2 separate regions of the Salvelinus alpinus genome follow, and region 1 is linked to region 2. Evidence: chromatin contacts called from public Hi-C data. All regions are on one chromosome and are shown on one strand. The core of a region is the stretch at or near the end of the contact, and the rest is flanking DNA. Distances in the headings are between cores, read along the strand shown.

Region 1 (6,074 bases), core at 2,443-4,942, 190 kb before region 2:
TAGAGACCTGCTTGGGTTAGTGATCATCTGTAGAGTGGTTCTCTGCCATCAGCACGCATTCTCTCACCATTCTGACTGTCTAAAGAATCAATATGTTCTTCTGAAATATAAACACAGAAATACTGGACATTTTAAACTCATTATGGTGGTTATTTGACACAATTACAATCATGGTCTTGAATTGGACTTAATTTTTCTGATCTCGGTCTTGACTCGCCCCCCTCCCGGTCTTGGTCTTGACTCAGACTCGATTTGCTCCGGTCTATAAAAATCGGTCTCGCTTTCGTTGTCTTGAACACAACACAACAGGCTGTGAGAGGTGTGTGTGTGTGTTCAATAACCCCTCTGCCCTTTCAGTACAGCATACCAATATATGATCGATGGAAGGATGAAGGGGGAGGGAAGGAGGGAGAGAGAGAAGCATCAGGTTTCAGCTATCTTCCTTCATAGAAAAAATTGGAAAGAGAGATGAGCTCTAGATGGATAGGTGGATGGAGGGAGTCAGAGATGAGCGTTTCTCTAAGACAGAAACGTCAACAGCCAAACATTTCACTGCTGAGGAGCACCTAAATCAGAAACCTCTGAACAGCACAGTCCAATCAGAGACCTCTTTTTGAGGTCAAGAAGACAGTATGAACTGTTGACCTGTCTCTTAACAGGTCAGAACCAATAGGCAGTTATCACTGTTTCCTCTCAGCATTATTAACACAGTAACAATAACAGTACTAGTGCTGTTTTCCTGCTTGAGGAGAAGCTAAGGGGAGGACTGGAGCTCTGGGCTTCTCTCAGGAGGACAGGGTGTGGTGTGTTTGTTAGTGTGTCAATGTCTTTCTGGTGTGTGTGTTTTTAATGAGTGTGTGTGCTAATGTGTTTATGTACGCATGTACGTATGTTGCGCAGGGCAGCTAAGTAACCATTCGAGAATGTAGGGATGTTTGTGTGTGTGGAGCTATATTTAGGATGAGAATGCAGGGCCACAGACCCGTGACATGCCTCCTAAGGCACAAACAGCAGAGACGCAAAAAACAAGCTGGAGAGAGAGATGGAGGAGAAAGAGTGAGACGGAGATTTGTCTGGCACAATGGTGTGAATGTGAACCATTTGAATATGTAACCTGAAATACATGTTTTCAATATAAAAACAAAACAGGGCTGCTTTTGATGCAGACGGTTCCTGGAAAATGGGGTCCATTTGAAAACATTTTGCAATGCTGTGACCTACTGAATGCAACCCGGGTGTCAGACACACACACGCCCACACCCTGGTGATCAACGTCACCATGCACACGGTTTCGCACAGCAATGAAGACAGCGGACATAATCTGCTGTGTGTAGAGAATGGAGATGGTACCCTAACCGCTAGACTAGAGAGATACGCCTTACGATCGGATGCCAAGCAGTTGCCATACCAAGCGGTGATGCAGCCAGCCAAGATGCTCTCAATGATGCAGCTGTAAATAAAAAATTAAAAAAGGATCTGAGGGCTCATGCCAAATCTTTTCAGCCTCCTGAGAGGGAAGAGGTGTTGTCATGCCCTCTTCACGACTGTGTTGGTGTGTGTGGACCATGATAGATCCTTAGTGATGTGGACACCGAAGAACTTGAAGCTCTCGACCCCTCCACTACAGCCCAGTCGATGTGAGTGGGGGCGTGCTCGACCCTCTGTTTCCTGTAGTCCACGACCAGCTCCTTTGTCTTGCTGACGTTGAGGGAGAGGTTGTTGTCCTGGCTTCTGACCCCCTTATCAAAATGCAACATTCCAAAATGTAGCTGACTGTTCTGGAGGTTGTCCTCTAACCAGTGATGTAAAAATACTGCCTATCCAGTTCCATGTGGTTTTAGAGTTGTGGTAGTTTAAACAGTGCATACCCCCACCCCAATCGTTGAGTGATGTATTGCCACTTGAAAAAACAACAAGGTTTTGGAGCTTGTGCAGTTTATAAGTAGCTCCTTAAAAAAAATACATACGATTACTATTGTTGCACATGTATATGTAGATAGTACATTTCATGTTTTCAATATTCTCACAAACTGTTATTGGTTCTTGATTTGGACACTTTAAAACTGTTTTGACATTGGACTATCATTACGTCTTAACAGGAAGCAGCAACAGCATCATTTTCAATTTAAGTATTAGGAATACAAACTGATCTTTCAACATAAAATGTCCAATGGTATTTTACTCAAATCAGGTAAAAACCGCTGAATGAGACCAAAAACGTCTGCGATTGAGTTATTTTGATACCCAAATCACCAAAACGGTTTTGCCCTGCCCCTCCTTGATGCTCTCTAGCTAGCTTGCAGCTGCTGTATGCTGGAGTTTAGTTAGACATCATGTAGTTCAGACGGGTTAGACATCACGTTGTCACTGGACTATGAACAATTAAAAATAACTTTCTTTATTAGACAATATTTAAAGCACAAGATGGCCACATCAGGTTCACGGGCGATTGCGAAATCTCAGCTTCTCTAATGTACCTAGTTATAGCCAGCTTAGTTCGCGTAGCTAACGTTGGCTAGCTACATTTTAGTTAACAGACGCTCTTATCCAGAGCCCATACATGAGCAATTAGGGTTAAGTGCCTTGCTCATCGACGGATTATTCACGTAGTGGGCTCAGGGATTCCAACCAGTGACCTTTCGGTTACTGGCCCAACGCTCTTAACCGCTAGGCTACCTATGGACTTCGTCTCCGGCCTAACAACACCGGTGCCAATATCCAACAAACACCGGCTTCTCGGGCATTATCACTAGCTCCATTACATTATGCTAAGCTGCATACAGATGTGCATTTCCCCAAGATAATGAATGCGAAGATCTTAATATCACCACATTCACTCTGCAAACCGGCTTTATTAATAACTATTGCAAACACTAGTTAGTTGGTTAGCAAGTTTGCCCATGTAACGTTAGAGATTCGCACATTCCCCGCTAACTACCTAGCTAGCTGTCTAGCAACAGTTACATTCTGAATCGGATGGTGGCTCGTGTGCACCCAATGTCAATACTGATGATGAAAGTATATAGTGCTGTATTTACAACTCAACTAGCCGGGTGTCGAATTTATGCAGACCGAGATTGAGCTAACTGTAAATTGAGTTATGCATGCCGCGGATTTTCCTTCTATATTTTGACAGCCAGGCATGAGCGGAGGGCGCTATGCAGTATTGTAGGGCGAGCCCTGTCTGGCTACCTAGCCATCATCATCATCGCTAGATTTGATAGCGCTAACGACGTTAGCTAGCTTGTGTTCTAGCTTACGAAGCCAGCGAACTAACGTTACTATCCTTCTTCACCCATACCTCGCTCTCCACCACATCGTGGTATGCGGGAGGTGGGTCGAACCCTCCAGTCCCAGTCCGCCCGCTGGACTCCCCGTCTCCACTTGGGCCTGGGGCAGGGCCACTCTCCATCGGCTCATATCCATACCCAAGACCGGGGCTTTCGTTGGTCAGGAGCGCCACAGCCTCGTTGATGTCGTTCTTCGCCAGGCGTAGCGCCTTGCGTATCGCCACTGCATCTGGGAAACCCATGCAGAGGAGAGTTGTCATATGTTGCTCCTCTTCTGTCTCCATGGTTAAGTTTTGTGTCTCAGGCTAGCTACAAACGGGATGTAAAACAGCACAGTCCTGTAGCGGAGCATGGCGCCATGTTTACAATCACGCAGGCTGTCACGATGGTTCACTGGACACTTCCTGCGTAGAACGTCAGCACTCTGACCCACCCATATGAACCGAAGAGAGGACTTGAGGATCCTCTTTTTTTTACCCCAAAACATCTAACATTAGGCTGACTAGTTAGCTCTGCAAACACTAACATTATGTTTCACACTGATTCGAAGGGTTCATAATGCAACACGACTACAGGCAAAACAGCATGGACAGCTCGAGCTCACTACACTCGAACAATGACAAAACAATATAAAACTATCAATCAATATGAATAGGAAAAATATAAATGAATCGTGATATTGTTTCTGTGATGATGGTGAGTGTTGACAACCACACGACGTAGCACGCACCTGTCAAGTCAACTGGTGTAGCTCGAATTCAGAAGAGGGGGAATAATTAATTTTTATTATTTTATTTAACCTTTTATTATTTTTTTATTGAACCTTTATTTAACTAGGCAAGTCAGTTAATAACAAATTCGTATTTACAATGACGGCCTACCAAAAGGCAAAAGGCCTCCTGCGGGGACGGGGGCTGGGATTAAACATTACAAAATGTAATACAAATATAGGACAAAACACACATCATGACAACACTACATACAGAGGGACCTAAGATAACAACATAGCATAGCTGCAACACATGACAACAACATGGTACAAACATTATTGGCCACAGACAACAGCACAAAGGGCAAGAAGGTAGAGACGACAATAAATGTCACGTGAAACTCCATCATGTGACTGACGGAAAGGCAAGATGGCGGCCACGGGAGAGGAGGCTGCTGCGATGGATAGCATCTCCAGAGTACCCCCGGCCCATCCTACCGTCCTCAGCCTGGGAGGGAGCTCTGAAACCCGGGGAGAGCCTGGCGAGACTGCTGCTGACGGCCAGGTTGTGCCCGCTGCGCCCAAGAAGCCTACCAGCAGCAGTGAGTGGTGCTTGCTAGCTTCCAATTCCAGCTAGCCGTAGCAGGTCAACAAACACAAATGGGCCAATGGAGACGCCCTGGCTGCAAGTTGATGCGCTATTTTAGTTATTGAGAGCAAGAAGATTAACACTTTGTTTGTTGTTTACTCTGGCCATCTTCTGATACTAGACTGGTGTTAGTACCATAAGGGCCGACTATAGCCTTTTGGGGACCCTAAGTGAGGGGGCCCTGCAATTCTACACATTTTGCCATGATGCCATGTTAATTATACAGTATCTGAGTGAGAGTGACTCACAAAATCAATGGGGCTCCCATGGAGGTTAGTGCCCCTGGGCGGTATTTGGCCATGATAACTGACTAGACTAACTGACTAGACAATCTAAAAATTGTTAACTGACATGGCTAATTGAGTGACTGTCTGACTGACAAAACAAGAGAAACTGCTGATGTAACAACTACATGTTGAACTTGCACCTTGTGTATTCTAACTCTAAACAGTAAGTTGAGACCCCAACTGAGTTAATATATACACTACATGACCAAATGTATGTCGACACTTGCTCGTTGAACATATTCCAAAATCATGGGCATTAATATGGAGTTGGTCCCCCTTTGCTGCTATTACAGCCTCCACTCTTCTGGGAAAGCTTCCCACTAGATGTTGGAACATTGCTGTGGGGACTAGCTTCCATTCAGCAAGTGTTGCAACCTGAGGACAGACGATTTCTATGCGCTTCAGCACTCGGTCATCCTGTTCTGTGAGCTTGTGTGGCCTACCACTTTGTGGCTGAGCCGTTGTTGCTCCTAGATGTTTTAACTTCACAATAACAGCACTTACAGTTGACCAGGGCAGCTCTAGCAGAGCAGACATTTTATGAACTGACAAAGATGGCATCCTGAGCTCATCGGTACGGGCCATTTTACTGCCAATGTGTGTCTATGGAGATTGCATGTCTGTGCTCGATTTTATAGATGTGTCGGCACAGATGTAGCTGAAATAGGCGAATCTGCTAATTGGAAGGGGTGTCCACATACTTTTGTGTGTGTATGTACGGTACCAGTCAAGTTTGAACACACCTACTCATTCAAGGTTTATTTTTACTATTTTCTACATTGTAGAATAATAGTGAAGACATCAAAACTATGAAATAACACACATGGAGTCGTGTAGTAACCAAAAAAGTGTTAAACAAGTAAAAATATGTTTTAGGATCTTCAAAGTAGCCACCATTTGCCTTTGACAGCTTTGCACACTCTTGGCATTCTCTCAACCAGATCCACCTGGAAGGAGTTCCCACATGTGCTGAGCACTTGATGGCTGCTTTTCCTTCACTCTGCGGTCCAACTCATCTCAATTGGGTTAAGGTCAGGTGATTGTGAAGGCCAGGTCATCTGATGCAGCACTCTCCTTCTTGGTCAAATAGTCCTTACACAGCCTGGAGGTGTGTTGGGTCATTGTCCTGTTGAAAAACA
Region 2 (5,602 bases), core at 2,677-5,176:
CTACGTAAGAATGCTGTTCATCGACTACAGCTCAGCCTTCAACACCCTAGTGCCCTTCAAGCTCACCACTAAGCTCAGGGCTGAGCTGTAGTCGGGGCTCTGAACCCCTCCCTGTGCAACTGGGTCATGGAAGGGCCGACCCCAAGTGGTGAAGGTAGCCAACAAAACCTCCACCACACTGATCCTCAACATGCTCAGCCCCCTCCTGTACTCCATATTCACCCATGACTGCTTGACCACACACGTCTCCAACTTAATCATCAACTTTGCAGAGGACTCAATAGTGTGTCGTCTGCCCGATTACCAACAACGACGAGACAGTCTACAGGGAGGTGAGAGTCCTGGCTGAGTGGTGCAAGAAACATAACCTCTTTCTCAACGTCAACAAAACGAAGGAGCTGATCGTGGACTATAGGAGACAGCAGACAGATCACGCCCCCATTCACATCGACGGGGGCGCAATGGAAAGGGTCAAAAGCTTCAAGTTCCTCTGCATGCACATCACTGAAATGGTGCTTTCACACTGACTATGTGGTGAAGAGTGCGCAACAGCGCCTATTCAACCTCAGGAGGCTGAAGAAATTTGGCTTTGTACCATTGAAAGCATCCTGTCAGGCTGTATCGACGCCTGGTATGGCAATTGCACCGACCACAACCACAGGGCTCTCCAGAGGGTGTGAGGTCAAGCTCGACGTGGGCACACTGCCTGCCCTCCAAGACATCTACAGCACCCGGTGTCACAGGAAGGCCAAAACGGTCATCAAGGACCTCAGCCACCCGAGCCACGGCCTGTTCACCTCGCTACCATCTAGAAGAAGGAGACAGTACACGTGCAAGCTGTTTTACCCACTTTATATGTATATACAGTGCCTTCAGAAAGTATTCACACCCCTTACCTTTTTCCGCATGTTGTTGTGTTACAGCCTGAATATTAAATGGATTACTGGCCTACACACAATAGCCCATAATGTCAAAGTGAAATTGTGTTTTTCGATATGTTTACAAATTAATTAAAAATGAAAAGCTGAAATGTCTTGAGTCAATAAGTACTCAACCCCTTTGTTATGGCAAGCCTAACTAAGTTCAGGAGTAAACATTTGCTTAACAAGTCACTTAATAAGTTGCATGGACTCACTCTGTGTGCAATAATTGGGTTTAACATGCCTCCCTTCCATTGGAGTAACTTGCCACCTGGGACAATCCAGTACAAGTCAATTGTACCTACATTTGAATTTTCCAAATCATGTGCAAATCATCTATATGTATCTTGATTTAAGTGATAATGCCCTCGAAGCCGGTGTTTGGAGGATATATTGGCACGGGTGTTGTTAGGCCAGAGATTAAGTATATCCTCCAAACACCGGCTTCGAGGGCATTATCACTTTTATACAACAGGTTACCAACATATTCAAACAATGATTGACATATTTTCTTATTTTCTTATTTATTTTGAGTCATTTATTCATACTATTTCATCCTTCCACAAGATATAGTTCCGACACAAATCTAGTGTTGCTGGTCGTTCGTTCTACCGGTTCGGTTGCTAGAGACGCGACCCAGCTGGCAACGTTCTTATCCCTTGCTAGCTAGCCAACTACGGCTAACATACAGTCACGTCAAAAAAAGTGCAGCCAGAATAACAGCAAAGTAGCTGCATTTGCATTTGTTTAAGCTGTTTTCTAGAGAGATTTATTTGGATACATTTCGCCCGGGATAGAAAATGTGCTCCCTCGTCAGGACACTATTGTAGCCAACAACACAGCTAACACAATCACTTCAAACTGAATCTGGAAAGACTGCAAACTAGCTGCACATCTTCCGTTTGACCTTTTTTCTATTGACATTTCTTTATAATCATAAAAATAATGCCAGCTGATTCATGATTTCGACTGGCTGAGAAACGCTGCCTGCCTGTCTGTCTCGTCCCGACTCTCGACACGTTCATTACTATGGGACAGTTGGAGATGGAATTTGAATATGAAAACAATGTTGCAAATGTCGGAGATAGACAGACAGAAAGGTTTATATAAATCGCCACTGTTGAAAACTAAATGTTAGTTTAAAAGAAATGTGAGATAAAGTCTAGATGTTTTTTTTATAGTGGAGATCAAGTTAATAAAATGCCTGGCTGGGCTGATGAGACAATGCCTGGCTGGGCTGACTCAGCCCATCAAATGGAACAGAGTAAATAGGCTTTTTTTTGTGTGTGCACTTAGAACCTTTCTTTTCTCCCCAATTGGTAGTTACAGTCTTGTTCCATCGCTGCAACTCCCCTACAGACTCGGGAGAGGCGAAGGTCGAGAGTCATGTGTCCTCCGAAACACGACCCTACCAAGCCACACTACTCACTTAACCCAAAGCTAGCCGCACCAATGTGTTGGAGGAAACACCGTAAGACTGCAGGCGCCCGGTCTGCCACAAGGAGTCGCTAGAGTGCAATTGGACAAGGACATCCCGGCCGGCCAAACCCTCCCCTAACCTGGACGACGCTGGGCCAATTGTGCGCCACCTCATGGATCTACCGGTCACAGTCGGCTGTGACACAGCCTGGGATCGAACCCGGGTCTGTAGTGACGCCTTGAGCACTGCAATGCAATAAGGATGCTACACAACCCCTTCTTCAATATCTCTTGTCCTTCAGCACACCTCCAATGATCTCAGTGCAGCACCATTTGGCGGTATTCAGGCCCCCAATTGTCTCTTCTGTCCAACACCTTCTTAGCCATTATGTCCAAACCTCATGATGTGGTCTCTGGCGTTGTACTGTAAAGTTGTTGAAGCCAAAATAGATATTGTCTGTCTGTGTAGAGTTCAGTTTAGAATAAGCATATGTTTTTTTTCTGTCTGCATATTGAGAGTTTCATCGGTCAGTCTGTCTGTCAGTTTGTCTGGCTGTCATTGACGTTGAGTATTGTTGTCTTCAGTCTGTTTGTGAGGCTCATAGACATAACACGAAGGGCAGCGATCCCAGGCATGAAAGTGTGTGACTGATCAACACCAATGAGGCCAGGGGATCAGCACTGAGCTCTGTCTGACATCTAGTGGTGGTGGAAATACTTAACTACACCCAGTAGAGGTACACATTTTTCTATTGTGTTGACTGTACGTTTGTTCATTCCATGATTAACTCTGTGTTGTTGTTTTTGTCGCACTGCTTTGCTTTATCTTGTCCGGGTCGCAGTTGTAAATGAGAACTTGTTCTCAACTGGCCTACCTGGTTAAATAAAGGGGAAATAAAAAATATATAATTCTCACCAATACAGTGCTCGGTTCAGAAACAACCCCTGTTCTCCAATCTGGACAGAGTACTGATGTTTGAATCAGTCCCTGATTAGAGGGGAAGAATAATGGAAAACAGCAGTAGTGTTTGGGATTGTGCCTCTCACCAATGTGAGACATTCAGCCCACTAATAATACTGTAGATGTGTAGTATATAGGCCATTATCTGTAATAACAGGTCACATGAATGGGCCTACATTAGGCCTAGCATCAGTGACCTGTTCTGTAATAGAATTCTGACCCAATATATAGGTTTAAGCCTATAGGCCTACTTTAGCCAACTGAGCATACTGTAATCGCTGAAATGATTGATGAGTGTGCAGACTTTGAGACTAAATACCATATGGAATGTTAATCTGTTTGGAATGTTTAAAAGCTCATGTCATGTTTTTACCTACACAACCCCCCACACCCCTCAACTGGAGCTGTACTGTAGACCACACAGTCGGTGTTCGATAGGATAGATATTGCCTTGTCTAGTGCAGGTTTTCCCAAACCCAGGGCTGCGTTCAATACATTTTTACATTCTGGGACGTTCAATTAAACGGAAACGGTGCTGTACTGAATCACCAGTTAAAAAACAGGGAGCGTTTGGGGATCGCTGTCAGCATGGCCACTGCCCTTTAAATACGTCACTCGTTGCTTCAAGCCACAACCACCAAACGGTAGCAAATGTACCTCAAAGTCTGTTCAAGAACGTTTTGTGGAAACGTGTCGTTCAGTACAAACCGTTCCGCAACGTAGCAAACGTTCAAGCGAACTGAACGCACAGGTCTAGTGTACCGCGGTCCCGCGCACCGTGTAGACAGCCAGCTCGAGCCTACCGGAACGGTGTAACGTTAAACGGTAAAGATGGCAGAACGACAGCAGAAACATGAAGGCGGCCGAGTGAAGATCGGACATTACCTCCTAGGAGACACTCTGGGCGTCGGCACCTTCGGCAAAGTAAAGAGTTAAGTCGCGTGCTTCTCAACAGTCATGTCGTGGGAACATTTGTTGTTATTGATTGTAACTTTGCGGCGGACTATTTAAATAGCTACGCAAAATGCGTAGCAGTGGCTGCGTAGTTACGAATAGGCTAGATTAACGTTGTCTCGGTTGATATGTAGAGAATGTGGTTTAGGTTTGTTGAAAGGTGAATTATTCCAGCAACATATCTAGCTAGCCTGTCCACTCCTTCTTATCAGTAATGATAGGCTAAGCATGCATAATTACCTTCGACAACAATGATGGTGTAAAAACAAACAGGTCACACATAATTGTATCGTCTGACCGCCAGTGAATGTTGGAGGTTGACTTTGCTAGTGACAGTAACGTTTGACATTTAAACTTGCCCTATATGGCTATGGAAAGGACATTTTTAAATGAAAATAAACATGACCGTTATAGTTTAATAGTGCTTATCATCACCAGTGTTCCCCGATCATGTAAACCATACAATGGCATGGACAGAATGAGAATCTAGAACGCCTCGTCAAGTTTCATATTTTCTAGCAGTCTCAACGTGACCTTGTAGAATTCAGACCCCCCTCCTCCTCTCCCCCCTGCACTGCAGGAGGTGTGTTTGATTCGAGACATGAGTGTGACAGTGTGTAATCAGGAACTAGCCAACAATAAGTGTTGCTACATTGTAGCAAACAGACAATATTGCTAAATTGTTATACTGACTAACCATGAGCTACAGAGTACAGACAGACTATCAGACAGACACACTTGATTGATTCACCTTGTAATCTATGTGTATGGCTTTAGGCTTACTGTAATTGGTATGTTGTGTTTTCCCTGCTTACCGGTTTGTTATCTACGTTTCTTATTGTTGTGAATAGATAGATATAGCTAGTCCAGTAATGTAAAAATAGTGATGAATCATGTCTTGTTGACTACTCTGAAACAGCTAGGGTTCTGTTCTTTATCAGGCAATGAACGTTTAGCTGAGCATAGCATCTACCTCAGTGTAGTCTGTGTGACCTTGGCAACAGAGGAAAACACTCAACTGTTTTTAATATTTGACCTGTAGCCTACAGCAGTTGAACACACTACATATTATTATACTTTTTTTTGACAAACTTTGGACATTCCAGTTGGTTCATGTGTGTGTGTGTGTGTGTGTGTTAGTTGGAGAGCACCAGTTGACAGGTCATAAGGTGGCAGTGAAGATCCTGAACAGACAGAAGATCAGGAGTCTGGACGTGGTGGGCAAGATCAAACGAGAGATACAGAACCTCAAACTCTTCAGACACCCTCACATCATCAAACTGTGAGGATAACGCATACAGACTGTGTTTGTTTACTATGGGCCTCAGAAGTACCCTCCCCTCTCTTT

Evidence for each region. Hi-C and Micro-C count contacts between places; a contact is called where the count stands out from the background.
Region 1: a Hi-C map of muscle shows a contact between it and region 2, with 6 times the contacts expected there. The contact joins the promoter of usp24 here to the promoter of prkaa2 in region 2. A contact is called at or near these places in 2 of 3 Hi-C or Micro-C datasets (muscle and red muscle).

The regions. Positions count from the first base shown.
Region 1 is chr6:30,734,388-30,740,461 of SLU_Salpinus.1, reverse strand. usp24 (ubiquitin specific peptidase 24) reads right to left here and starts at 3,692. Exons shown (of 54, transcript XM_071406254.1): 1 at 3,302-3,692. The coding sequence starts at 3,574. bloc1s2 (biogenesis of lysosomal organelles complex-1, subunit 2) reads left to right here and starts at 4,186. Exons shown (of 5, transcript XM_071406292.1): 1 at 4,186-4,601. The coding sequence starts at 4,430.
Region 2 is chr6:30,543,582-30,549,183 of SLU_Salpinus.1, reverse strand. prkaa2 (protein kinase, AMP-activated, alpha 2 catalytic subunit) reads left to right here and starts at 3,926. Exons shown (of 11, transcript XM_071406284.1): 1 at 3,926-4,231; 2 at 5,395-5,536. The coding sequence starts at 4,132.